Regions from separate parts of the Cyprinus carpio genome. Here region 1 is linked to region 2. Evidence: chromatin contacts called from public Hi-C data. All regions are on one chromosome and are shown on one strand. Each heading gives the region's core, a stretch centred on a gene start, on an enhancer-like site or on the middle of the called end of the contact. The rest is flanking DNA. Distances are from core to core; before and after follow the strand shown. Region 1 holds the start of LOC109068575 (protein kinase C iota type-like). Region 2 overlaps LOC109102876 (ski-like protein).

Region 1 (5,999 bases), core at 1,683-4,182, 42 kb after region 2:
GTATGAAAGTTAAAGGGCAGCTCTGTGCTTTCTGTCATGCATATCTTGGACATTCTATAAGCTCTGCGTCAGTGAGCTGTGCTTTGTCTAATATTTACAGAGGGATAAATTTCCTCTTATTGTAGCCTCTTGCAAACTATATAAAATTATTCTGGCATATAATTGCCACTGTACCCACTCTCTTAGCATGAACAGATGCACCCTACAGGAGCTCAGCATCACTGAAAAGAAGGTGGATAAGACACATTCCTCTGTGGAGCATAATGAACATACACTCATCACGCTATCAAATAGGACTCACATAACCTCAAAAACTATTTTCTGAACCTGGAGGTATAAACAAGCTCATGGACACTAAAGTAAAAGGAAAAAATACACAAGGAAATAAGACCATTAATTCAAACCAAACAGTGGGTATGTAACATAAAAAAAAATAATTCTTACTATATTTATTTAGTTAAGAGTTGTTGTGCACTATGTTTTATTACTGACTGTTCATTCATCGTTTACTCACCCTAATATCATTAAAAACAAAAAAAAATATTCAGAAAAAATTCTCATACTCACCCTTATATCATTACAAACCTATATGATTTGGGAGAACCTATTTTGATCTGGGGAGTTTTTTGGAACATAAAATAATATATTCTGAGAAAATTCTCTCTTTTTTTTTTTAAACTAGATGAGGTCAAACAAACCCTAATAACAGTTTAACCATTATCACACAGCCCTATTACAGAAGAAATAATAAAAAGCACTGTTTTAACCATTATCACACAGCCCTATTACAGAAGAAAGAAAGGCATACAGGTTTGGAATGACCTGAGGATTGGTAAACAACTTTCAGTTTTAGTTTTAGTGAACTATCCCTTTAAGTCAGATGACCATGACATTAGGCAGAGACATAAAGCCATAAAGTAACATATCTACTGTATTCAACATCCATAAAAAAAATCAGATATGTGTTGCAATAAAGGTCAAATCTCCTTAAAGACATGCTTATTACAGACCTACAACACATAACAGTGAGCAAAAACAAACAAACAAACAAACAAAAATAACAAAAAAACAGATGAGTGACAGAAAGAGAGCAATCAGTGAATAAGTACAATAAGTACGAGAGAGAACCTAGGGCAGAGGAAGAGAAAGATTAAGGCTGTAAATTACATCTTTGCCAGGCTTCAGGGGGTTTCGAACAGAAGATAAAAATTGCAGGGAGTAAGATGTCCTTCACTCTATTCAAGACTCTACTGCATTCGGGCAGAAACCTGCCATTAAGGCCTCCATACACCAAAGGAACAACCTCTAACTGCCTGCATCACAGCCACAATAGAGGTTTATACAGAATAAGGACGCTGAAACTGGTTCAAAGATTGGCTAAAATGACCTACTGAAAAACAACAGAAACCAAAGAGAACACACATACAGGGACAAATGGTGGGGTTCAAAACTGTCCACACCCAGGAATTCTGTGCTACTATTTTATAAGGCAGGAACCATCAATTCAGGCTCTCCACAGAGCTCTTCTTTAAAGCCAAAACAAAATCAGCTTCACTGAAACTTTCTTTGAAGATCTTTAACATTACTGTGGCCAGTTCAGAGCCACTAATGGTGGTGGACCTGTCACTTTCCTATAATGATGATAGTAATAGTAGTAGTAGTATTAATAATAATAATTATGATGACAAGTATTACTATTATTATTATCACTATCATCAGCAACTGACTGAAACTGATTGAATCATAAAGACAGCTGCACACATACAATAGTGCTCATGGGGAGTGTGAACAGATCAGTCTCCAACAGGTCTGGCAAAAGATACTAGTCATACAAGTATTTCAAGTGATTAACAAGTGCACACGTCATCATGAAAGAAAATCTGATTGAAATCAGTTATACATAAACGTGCTCCTTTATGCACATAAAAGTTATTTCACAGCAAACCAAGAATTGTTCCCTAAACTGTAAGAGGAACAGGAAACAAATTTACAGGTTTACAGGTTGTTACGTCCCAGTCTGATAACAATTCACTGATGTACTCGTTTAGAAATAAACCTGGTACAAATAATATGATGATCTACATATTGTGTTCATAACATGAACGAAATGTTTGCATATATCATTTAACGAATTTCATTTCAGGTACATGTGACTTTAGTTTTGCCTTAATTACACTGTTATACAGAATTACCTAAATGTGACATAGAGAACGCAAATGTTATAATAAACAGGCAGAGAGCTAGCTCCATGACAGGCGCAGCTCTGAAAACATCCCATCATAAGCCATAATCATCTTAACTCACAAACAGTACACAAACATATAATTAGTATGTTTACGTGAACTATGATACGAAAAGAAAACCAGCTGAAGAGGAAGAAATGAAGAAACGGCTGTTTTACTGGAGGTGGTTTCACTTGACAGTTTTGTTTTGGGCTTTGCTAACACTGCCTGCTAGCTGGCTAATTATTTATTTGTGTTTATCCCAACACCACACAAATAAAGAGGTCAAGATAAGATTGTAAGTGTATCGAAACATCTAAAAAGACAGCGCTGGCTCACTGGCTACTCACCCTCTGTAATAAGCTTTTACCCGGACCTGGTGCGGGTTTTCTCCGGGGTGGGACATGGTGCTGTCCCGCAGCGTGGGCATTATGAAGTCTCCGTAACGTTACTCCGGCTAGCGAGCTAACTTAGCTAATGAGGCTATCCCGATGTCGTCCAACGAGAGAGAGAAAAAATAACAACCGGAATTAGAAAACTGGACTTATTCTTTGGTCCAAAATAGTGTTGACCCCGGTCGTAGAATGGGCCTGTCTGAAATAGTATTATTCAAGTTCTGACAGAAATTACTAGGACTAGTAAAACTTCCGTGGCTGACGGGAAACACTCCGTTCTCTTCTCTCGCTCCAGCCTCGAGACGGAATGATCCAAACAGCGGAATGCAGAAGGGGGGGGGGGGGGGGGGATGATTTCCAACAAAAACATTACACATTATTGGTTACTGTTAGTATCAGAAAAAAAATGTTTGTGTAGACAGTTTAGAGAAAGAGAAAATATTAAATGTCCGCTATATGTTTAATGTTATGGCGTATATTTATCATGTTTAATTGAATTCGGTTGGATGGAAGCGTCCGGTGGCATTCCGATTATAGCACCCAGACTTCGAAGAGGGTGGAGAAGAGCAGCAAAGGAAGTAGTTCGCAGATATATATAAATATATATACATATATATATATATATATATATATATATATATATATATATATAGATATATATATATATATATATATATATACAGTACAGACCAAAAGTTTGGAAACATTACTATTTTTAATGTTTTTGAAAGAAGTTTCTTCTGCTCATCAAGCATGCATTAATTGATCAAAAATACAGAAAAAAAGTAATATTGTGAAATATTATTACAACTTAAAATAATAGTTTTCTATTAATTTATTCCTGTGATGCAAAGCTGAATTTTCAGAATCAATACACCATCATTCATATAGCGCTTTAAACAAAAATCTATCACATGATCATTTAGAAATCATTCTAAATATTCTGATTTATTATGAGTGTTGGAAACAGTTCTCTGCTGTCTAATATATTTAATGAATAAAAGGTTAAAAAGAACTGCATTTATTCAAAATTAAAAAAAAATTCTAATAATATATATTCTAATAATATATTTTCTTTACTATCACTTTTTATCAATTTAACACATCCTTGCTGATTAAAAGTATTGATTTTATTTTTTAAAAAAAAAGAAAGAAAAAAAAATTACAAATTACTGACCAGTAGTGAATATTGTTAATTACAAAATATTTATATTTTAAAAACAAATATAAATTTTTTTTTTTTTTTTACTTTTTATTCATCAAAGTATCCTAAAAAAAAGATCACATGTTCTGAAAAAATATTAAGCAGCAGAACTGTTTCCAACTTTGGATAATGAATCATCATATTAGAATGATTTCTAAAGGATCATGTGATAATGATCCTAAAAATTCAGCTTTGCATCACAGAAATAAATGATAATTTAAAGTATAATAAATTTAAAAACAATTATTTTAAATTGTAATAATATAATCACAATATTACATTTTTTCTGTATTTTTGATCAAATAAATGCAGGCTTGATGAGCACTTCTTTCAAAAACATTAAAAATAGTAATGTTTCCAAACTTTTAGTCTGTACTGTATATAAATATAAAATTTAAAAAAATAAATCAAAACACACACACACACACACACACACATTTCAGTCAACAAAACCATAAAATTGTGTTTCTTATTGGTAAATTTACACTTATGAATGTGAAATGTGGTCATCATGAGGCTGTAAGTAAATTAATCAAGTAAAAGTACTGTTCCTCTTGGTCAGAATAGTTCGTAAACTCAAAGAGTAAATTTTCCCATAAGAGTGAAAAAGGTCTTGAACACTGAATATTTTCATGAATACATTTCTGAACCTTACACCATATGTACAGTATGTACAGTGCCAAAACAAGTGCAAGGCAGTTTCTTCATATTTATTACAAAAATAAATACAATTTATATATATGCCTTTTTTTTAAATTTTGTAAATAATGATTTGCTGGATAAAATCTGTGAATAAGATAATAAGAAATTTCTTTAATCTTATTTCTAAGATGATATTTCTGCGGTAACAACCACACATTTCTCCTGCAAATCAATTTTCCATTTAATAAAGAGATCCAATGAGACAAAACATAAAGTACAGTAACTCTTTGTAAAGGGGTACAAATAGTTCTATTGCTATTCTTGGGATTTAATGAAAAACAAATTTTACCAACATAAGATGTTTACATTTTGCATCCTTAGATTTTCTCACGATTTCCACTAGTTCTGAAGAAGAAATATTTGAAATAATTTAATCCAAAGATTTTAATAGAACGGATAACAAATCAGAAAAATACAATTATTGAAAGTAATTGAGATGCTGAATATGTGCAGTCCTTTAAACTGTACTGTACAGCATAACGCAGTAACCGAGTCAGACACGAAGAAGTCATAACTTGTGCATTATTAAGTCAAATTAATTCAGTAACTGTTCCGACTGACTGAATAAAAAGAACCTGCTCGTATAGTCATCTGTTCGGTGTGTTTTTGATTCACTAAAATAACCAACTCATAAGAGTCATTAGTTCGGTAATGGATTATCTTGCGTGATACAAGAATCGTTTTATGACGCACCTTTATAATCCATGGTGTAATGCGCCCCCTCGTGGCAGAACTACCGTCATTACAGTGTCACGAGACCACTGGTTCCCTCTTGAAACAAGAGTCTGTGCACTGTAAATAGTCTACTCACTGAACAGTCATTATGACAATATTATCAAATTGAATGAGCTTAGAGGTTTTAAAAGCATCCTATTATAATACATTTAGACCTTTGCATTTTTTTATTGAAATTGATACGCAAATAAAATGTATGCACTCCTAATGAAACTTCATGTGTTCAAGTTCATTACTTACCAAATTAAAACATTTAAAATCCACCACTAAACATATGGGCCTATGCATGGTACAATCAATCAATAAATAAATCAATCAGAATTATTTGGGGATGAAAATCACAGACTTGCTTTCTTCCTCTTAAATTTCTTTTTTTTTTTTTTTAAAGTGTAACGTTATAAAAATATGCAATTTAAAAGCTACAGGCAACATCATCCTTATTGCATGCTTATTACATAGATATTTCATAAATCATCCCATTTATCAAAAGTTAATGGCTCATTTATTTACTGGTGAAATTTAAGTAGCCTATATGAATGTAGTTCACAGTAAGTTAATAATATGTCTAACACAACGTATAGAAAATCATAAGAAATCATACATAAAGAGCCAAGATTAATGACCTTTTAATAATGTTTAAAATGTTTACAAATGCAAATTAGGTTTTTCGTGAGTTTAAAGAATACATTCACCAAAATATGTCCAATGCATAACTCTCAAAATAACACTGACTTTAACACT
Region 2 (5,158 bases), core at 2,521-5,020:
AAAGGGGAGCCAGGATGGAGAACGGGTACACTTAAGGGAGACGACAGAAAAAAAAAAAAAAAGAGGAAGAAGGTGATAAGCACAGAGTGAGGTGAGCAGTGGGCCAGAGGGGGTTGGAAAGAGGATCAAAAAGTGAAAAAAAGGATGAGTGAAGCACAGAGAAAAAAGGGAAAAGAGAGAGAGATAGGCAGAAGGAGGACGGGAGGAAATGTGGCGTGCTGCGGTGGAGACTGGAGACCCCTCCCCCGGCACTCTAGAGCGATCTGACACTCACAGGGACAGCGGCCTCTGTTCATTCTTTCTCTCTTCACTGGCAACTATAAAATGTGAGTTGTATAAATCATTAGCAAGACACTCTCCTCACCCTTTAAGTAAGTCAACCACATGCATGTCCATAAACCTGCATTCATTCTAGCATGTCTTGTGCATGTACGTGCATTCATTTACAAGGATAGCTAAATAGTACAAACCTGTGGTGGGCTGGTTGTCGTGGGTGAGTGTTCTCCTGCTGTAGTGTTGTTTGAGCAGGGCCCCAGAACCTCATGGCTCACCTCCCCCTCCTTCCTCAGGGATACGTTAGGGGCCACCATCTTATCGTACGTGTACAGGTAGTAACTGCAAACATAACAAACACCCTCAGGCCAGTGCACATCCAATGCTGGAACTACAAACTCCAACATTATCATGATAACTGTTGTTCTCAGAGATGCACTACAGATCTAATCGCAATAATCAGATCACATTGGGATAAATTAACATTTAAAAACAAACAAACAAAAAGGGTCTAGTTGAAGTGTGGCAATGCAATTCAAATGCAATCCTTGAGGTCAAGTGCATTTATTCTCTTATAAGGTTTGCGAATATAAATCTTAAATACATTTTAACATTATCTAAAAAGATGGGTAGTACAAATGTGATTGTTTGATAAGGCATTGCTATACGGTTGCTAGGGTGTCCTGAATGGTTTCTAGGGTCAACGCTTGCAGGTCCAAATCAAAGAAACCTATAGGACATCTATGGAATTTTGCCCATTTTATCATATGCACTTGCGTTATCCTATTGAAATGGAACAAGGGAATGCTGGGAAGAAAAGTGCCGTACCTAGGGTGGATGATGGGGCTCTGTCCTGGTTCTTCTTTGATGTCAGGAAACAATCTACTGAATGCCATTGAAGACTGCAAGTTGCCCTGTACACACACAAACAAACTCATATCAATATTAATGAAGCACTTTAGGACTGTTTGAATCTGAAATGGTCTATTTGAGCTGCATTAAAATACATGTCTACACATATTTGTGCATGAATAATACAGAAGTTCCTTAAGGTCTAATTACACACAGATTATGAAGAGCATTTGCGCAGAAAGCAGTCAAACAGCAATAATTACATACAAATGTACAAACACACAGAGAGGAAACTTGGTGAGGGTAGAGAGGACGTCTGAAGCAGAGTAAACAAAGAGAGCAGTACAAACATCCTGCTGTAATATCATGTATGCATGAGAAGAATTCATCCATCAGTGGCCACAGAGCACAGGCTGACAGGTAGAGCATTAATGATGAGGATAAGATAAAGACAGCATTAAGTGAAACAGCCCGGGAGGGTTTCTGGCTGTTCGATTGTTGATGTAAAGGCTGGGTGAGGTATACTAGTCAAAAGTCAAAATACTTTAACAAACTTCATCAAATATCAAACAAATAGATTGCCTGGCCAGTGAATTAACATTTACACAACAAGCACAATATAGTCAAAAGTCAAAAGACTGTGATTAACATCATCCGCTTTCAAACAAATCACCAGAAAAATACACTACCGTTAAGAAAATTACAATAAAAAATGTATTTAAATAGAATAACAACAACATTTACATAGTTGCGTTTTCACACAAATAGTAAGCAGCACAACTGTTTTTAAGCACCAAATCAGAATGATTTCTGAAGGATCACGTGACACTGAAGACTGGAGTAATGGATGCTAAAACATTCAGCTTTGCTATCAGAGGAATAAATTACATCTTAAAATATATAAGTTATTAAAAATTTTAATATTTTCACAATACTACAGATTTTACTGTATTCTCTATCAAATAAATGCACCATTGGTGAGCATAAGAGACTTCTTTCAACTTTTATACTAACTTTAAAAAAATTACTGATCTCAAACTTTTGAACTGTACTGTGTTATTGGTAAACAATGCCTTCCTCTGAAAGTGGTTTGCATGAAACAGTTTGGACACTGTTTACAACTTAACCCTGACCAACTGTCATTAGGTCAACCCAAAATCGTCACCCGTAATAAAAATAAAAAGACCACAGGGTTACACCCAAATGGCTGCTGGGGCTCTTGTGCGTGTGAATTGAGATATTTCTGAATGACTGAAAGAGAAAATGAGAGGAAGGGGTTTGAATGTGGGAGTTGTCTAGGGGTGGGTGAGAAAGGTGAGGTCGGTTTTGAGGCCTACAATGAGTATGAGTGAGTAAGATAGAGAGAAGCTGTTTCCTGCTTCTGACCAGATGAGGAAGTGTGTGGATAAACGGGGAGGCTGTTCTGTGCCTGCGTGTAAACAGAGACAAGGAGGAGACAGACCACTTTAAGAACAATTAATTTGGAGAATGCTTAAAATGGCAACTGTTGAAAAGGAGGTCCCACTGTACACTGCCTTATTAGCCTAATTTCAGCTAACGAAGTTACATTTATGAAATAACTTTTGTCAGATCCTATAAATTATTAAACTGTTATTACACACCAAACAATTTTGGAGATTTTAGACAGTCCGCATTTAAGCACACATGATACTCGCAGGTCTATTGCTTAGATAGAAAACAGCTGCCAGGGATCGATGCTAAGATGTCCGTCGAGTAGCCTGACTTGCATTAAATGGACTTTGTTGTAAAGCGATGCGGTACCTTAGAAGGTAGCTTTTTTTCCAGGATGCCATCAGACAGCTTGCTGTTAGGTGGGCAGGGTACAGGACTGGACTTCCTTCCTTGACTGTCGTCATCCGCCACCTTCTGCGAGAAAACACACAAACACATGCTTTATGAGCACAACCTCATTCACAAAAGTGTTAACACTTAGCTGAAAGCGTTCAGACATGTAATACATCTGATATCACAGAGCTTGTGCATAAATCACCACATTCAATCTGTCTGTCACCTCCTCTGCTTAACGTGTTCGACAAACACACTGTGAAGCTTGTACATATGTGTTTGTGTGTGTGTGTGTGTGTGTTTGTGTGCGTGCAAGTCACACACCATGAATCCAGGGCAAGCTCCGTGCTGATGGTTATCAGACTCAGACAGAGCTTAATATAGCTGACACAGAAGGATAGAGACCTTACATTCATCCGCCATAACAACCATTCGCTTCTTAAGACTGTATGATTCATATGTGTGTTTCTAATATTTACAAACCGTAACATCCTCTCTTTGACAGAGCAAACCAGAAAGTGCAACGCACATCTTTGTCCCTCCATCAAAGAGACACTTACAGTAGTTGATGGGTGAGTGTCAGAAGAGGAAGAAACATGTTTTATCCAGAGTAAATTACAACTTCCTGCAGACTACGGGATCTCCTGTTTCCTGTTGCCTTAAGAATGAATGGCAATGTCATTGCACAACATAAAGCAGCTGTACAGTGGTGGGGTGACATGGCAACCCCATACACTGGCGCTAAATGTAAGAAAATGTGTGTGTAGGAGATAGGGCTGTTTTTCTTGAGGGAAGAGGAGGACTGCAGCACGAGGGAGGGGTTGGCAGCTGCCGAGGGGGGCAGAAACAATGAGCACACTGCAGTGGTGAGCCCATCTAACCTTGACAAGCACGCACACTATGTCTACTGGGCCATTTCTCCACACTTCACGGCCCAGCCAACACTCCCTCCTCAGCCATGACACATGCAATCAAGCAGTCTCCGATCTTTACATTTACAGTCTATGAAGTGAGCTCTCATCCCTCAAGAGCCAAGTATGCAATTCTAATGCTTAAAACTGGTTCAATATTCTCAATATTCAGTGTACTAATATACTGCACAGTACACATTATAAAAAGTAGTAAGTACAGTGTTTTGGCTTTATTTATTGACTTATTTTATTATTGCAACTTAGCAGAAATTAGACATTACAAAATGCAAAATGTAATAAACAGCCTAAGAAACTAAACAAAAAACACAGACTTAGTACAGATGTAAGACAAACCGTTCAAAAAATTTCCAAAGCCTCTGGCTATATGTGAAAATTAAAAGTAGGCTCTTATCATGGGAAATAAATATGGATACTTTTGCATGTTTAATCCACAATTGTACAAAAATGTCTAGGCAGTCTGACTCCAATTTATTCATCATACTGGAATTAGAAGGTCAAATCAGGTGCGTTGCATTGTGGGATACAGTTAGACGCAGCACATTTTATATTAGGTCATGCGGGGATTCTATGCACACTGATAATGATCGTATTATGCAGAGTACATATACATACATACATACATACATACATCCATGCATACATACATAAACTTTCTATACTGCAGATACAGCAAAAGTAGTATGCTATTTTGAACATAGCCATAGAGAGGCCATATACACTGTTTCATATTAGAGCTTTCAATCCGCTGTACCACGTTAGAAGCAGTGCAGCCTTGACACAAGACCTTCGAGCAAAAACACAAAAACAAGAGGATTTATCTAGCTAGCCTGCGGCACATGGTGAAAGTAGTGATTGTGATAGTTTTGCGAAAGCTGTGGCCACTGTTTACTGAAAGAGTTATTGCACTGTTCTCCTCAAGGACATGAGAAAATTACACTGGAACAGGTGTCTCCCGCTCCCAAACGCACAAACACGAGATACACTATATAAATCCACCATATATACGTGACGTGCTAAATTAACAAAGTGGTAAGAAAGCACCAGCTGAGAAGGCCGTTGTAATGTATAGTTTGTAAACGACAGTTTTCTTGAACGGTTATTTCTCAAGTCCCAAACCCTATGGATCAGGCTGTTATGAGTTTCTCTCTGTGCTCTCTTCCAGGGACGCAACACTTCAGCCGTATCTAATCTCTTTTTAATTAGTGTGTTAAAGCCCCACACACACAATCATACTCTGTAACACTACATACTCTGCACGGCTGACAAATGTAACACAAATCCCTCAAGACTCGACA

Evidence for each region. Hi-C and Micro-C count contacts between places; a contact is called where the count stands out from the background.
Region 1: a Hi-C map of skeletal muscle shows a contact between it and region 2, with 4 times the contacts expected there. The contact joins the promoter of LOC109068575 here to the enhancer-like site in region 2. A contact is called at or near these places in 5 of 8 Hi-C or Micro-C datasets (liver, red blood cells and skeletal muscle).

Annotation. Positions count from the first base shown.
Region 1 is chrA2:18,728,132-18,734,130 of ASM1834038v1, forward strand. It overlaps LOC109068575 (protein kinase C iota type-like), which reads right to left and starts at 2,933. Exons shown (of 18, transcript XM_042776845.1): 1 at 2,573-2,933. The coding sequence starts at 2,652.
Region 2 is chrA2:18,684,906-18,690,063 of ASM1834038v1, forward strand. It overlaps LOC109102876 (ski-like protein), which reads right to left. Exons shown (of 8, transcript XM_019116221.2): 3 at 2,908-3,012; 4 at 1,102-1,187; 5 at 471-615. Among protein-coding and RNA genes, the nearest start is that of nadkb, 13 kb to the left of the region's middle. Within about 2 kb of position 3,771, at least 1 of the 8 cell types and tissues checked has an H3K27ac peak or open chromatin away from gene starts, as enhancers often do.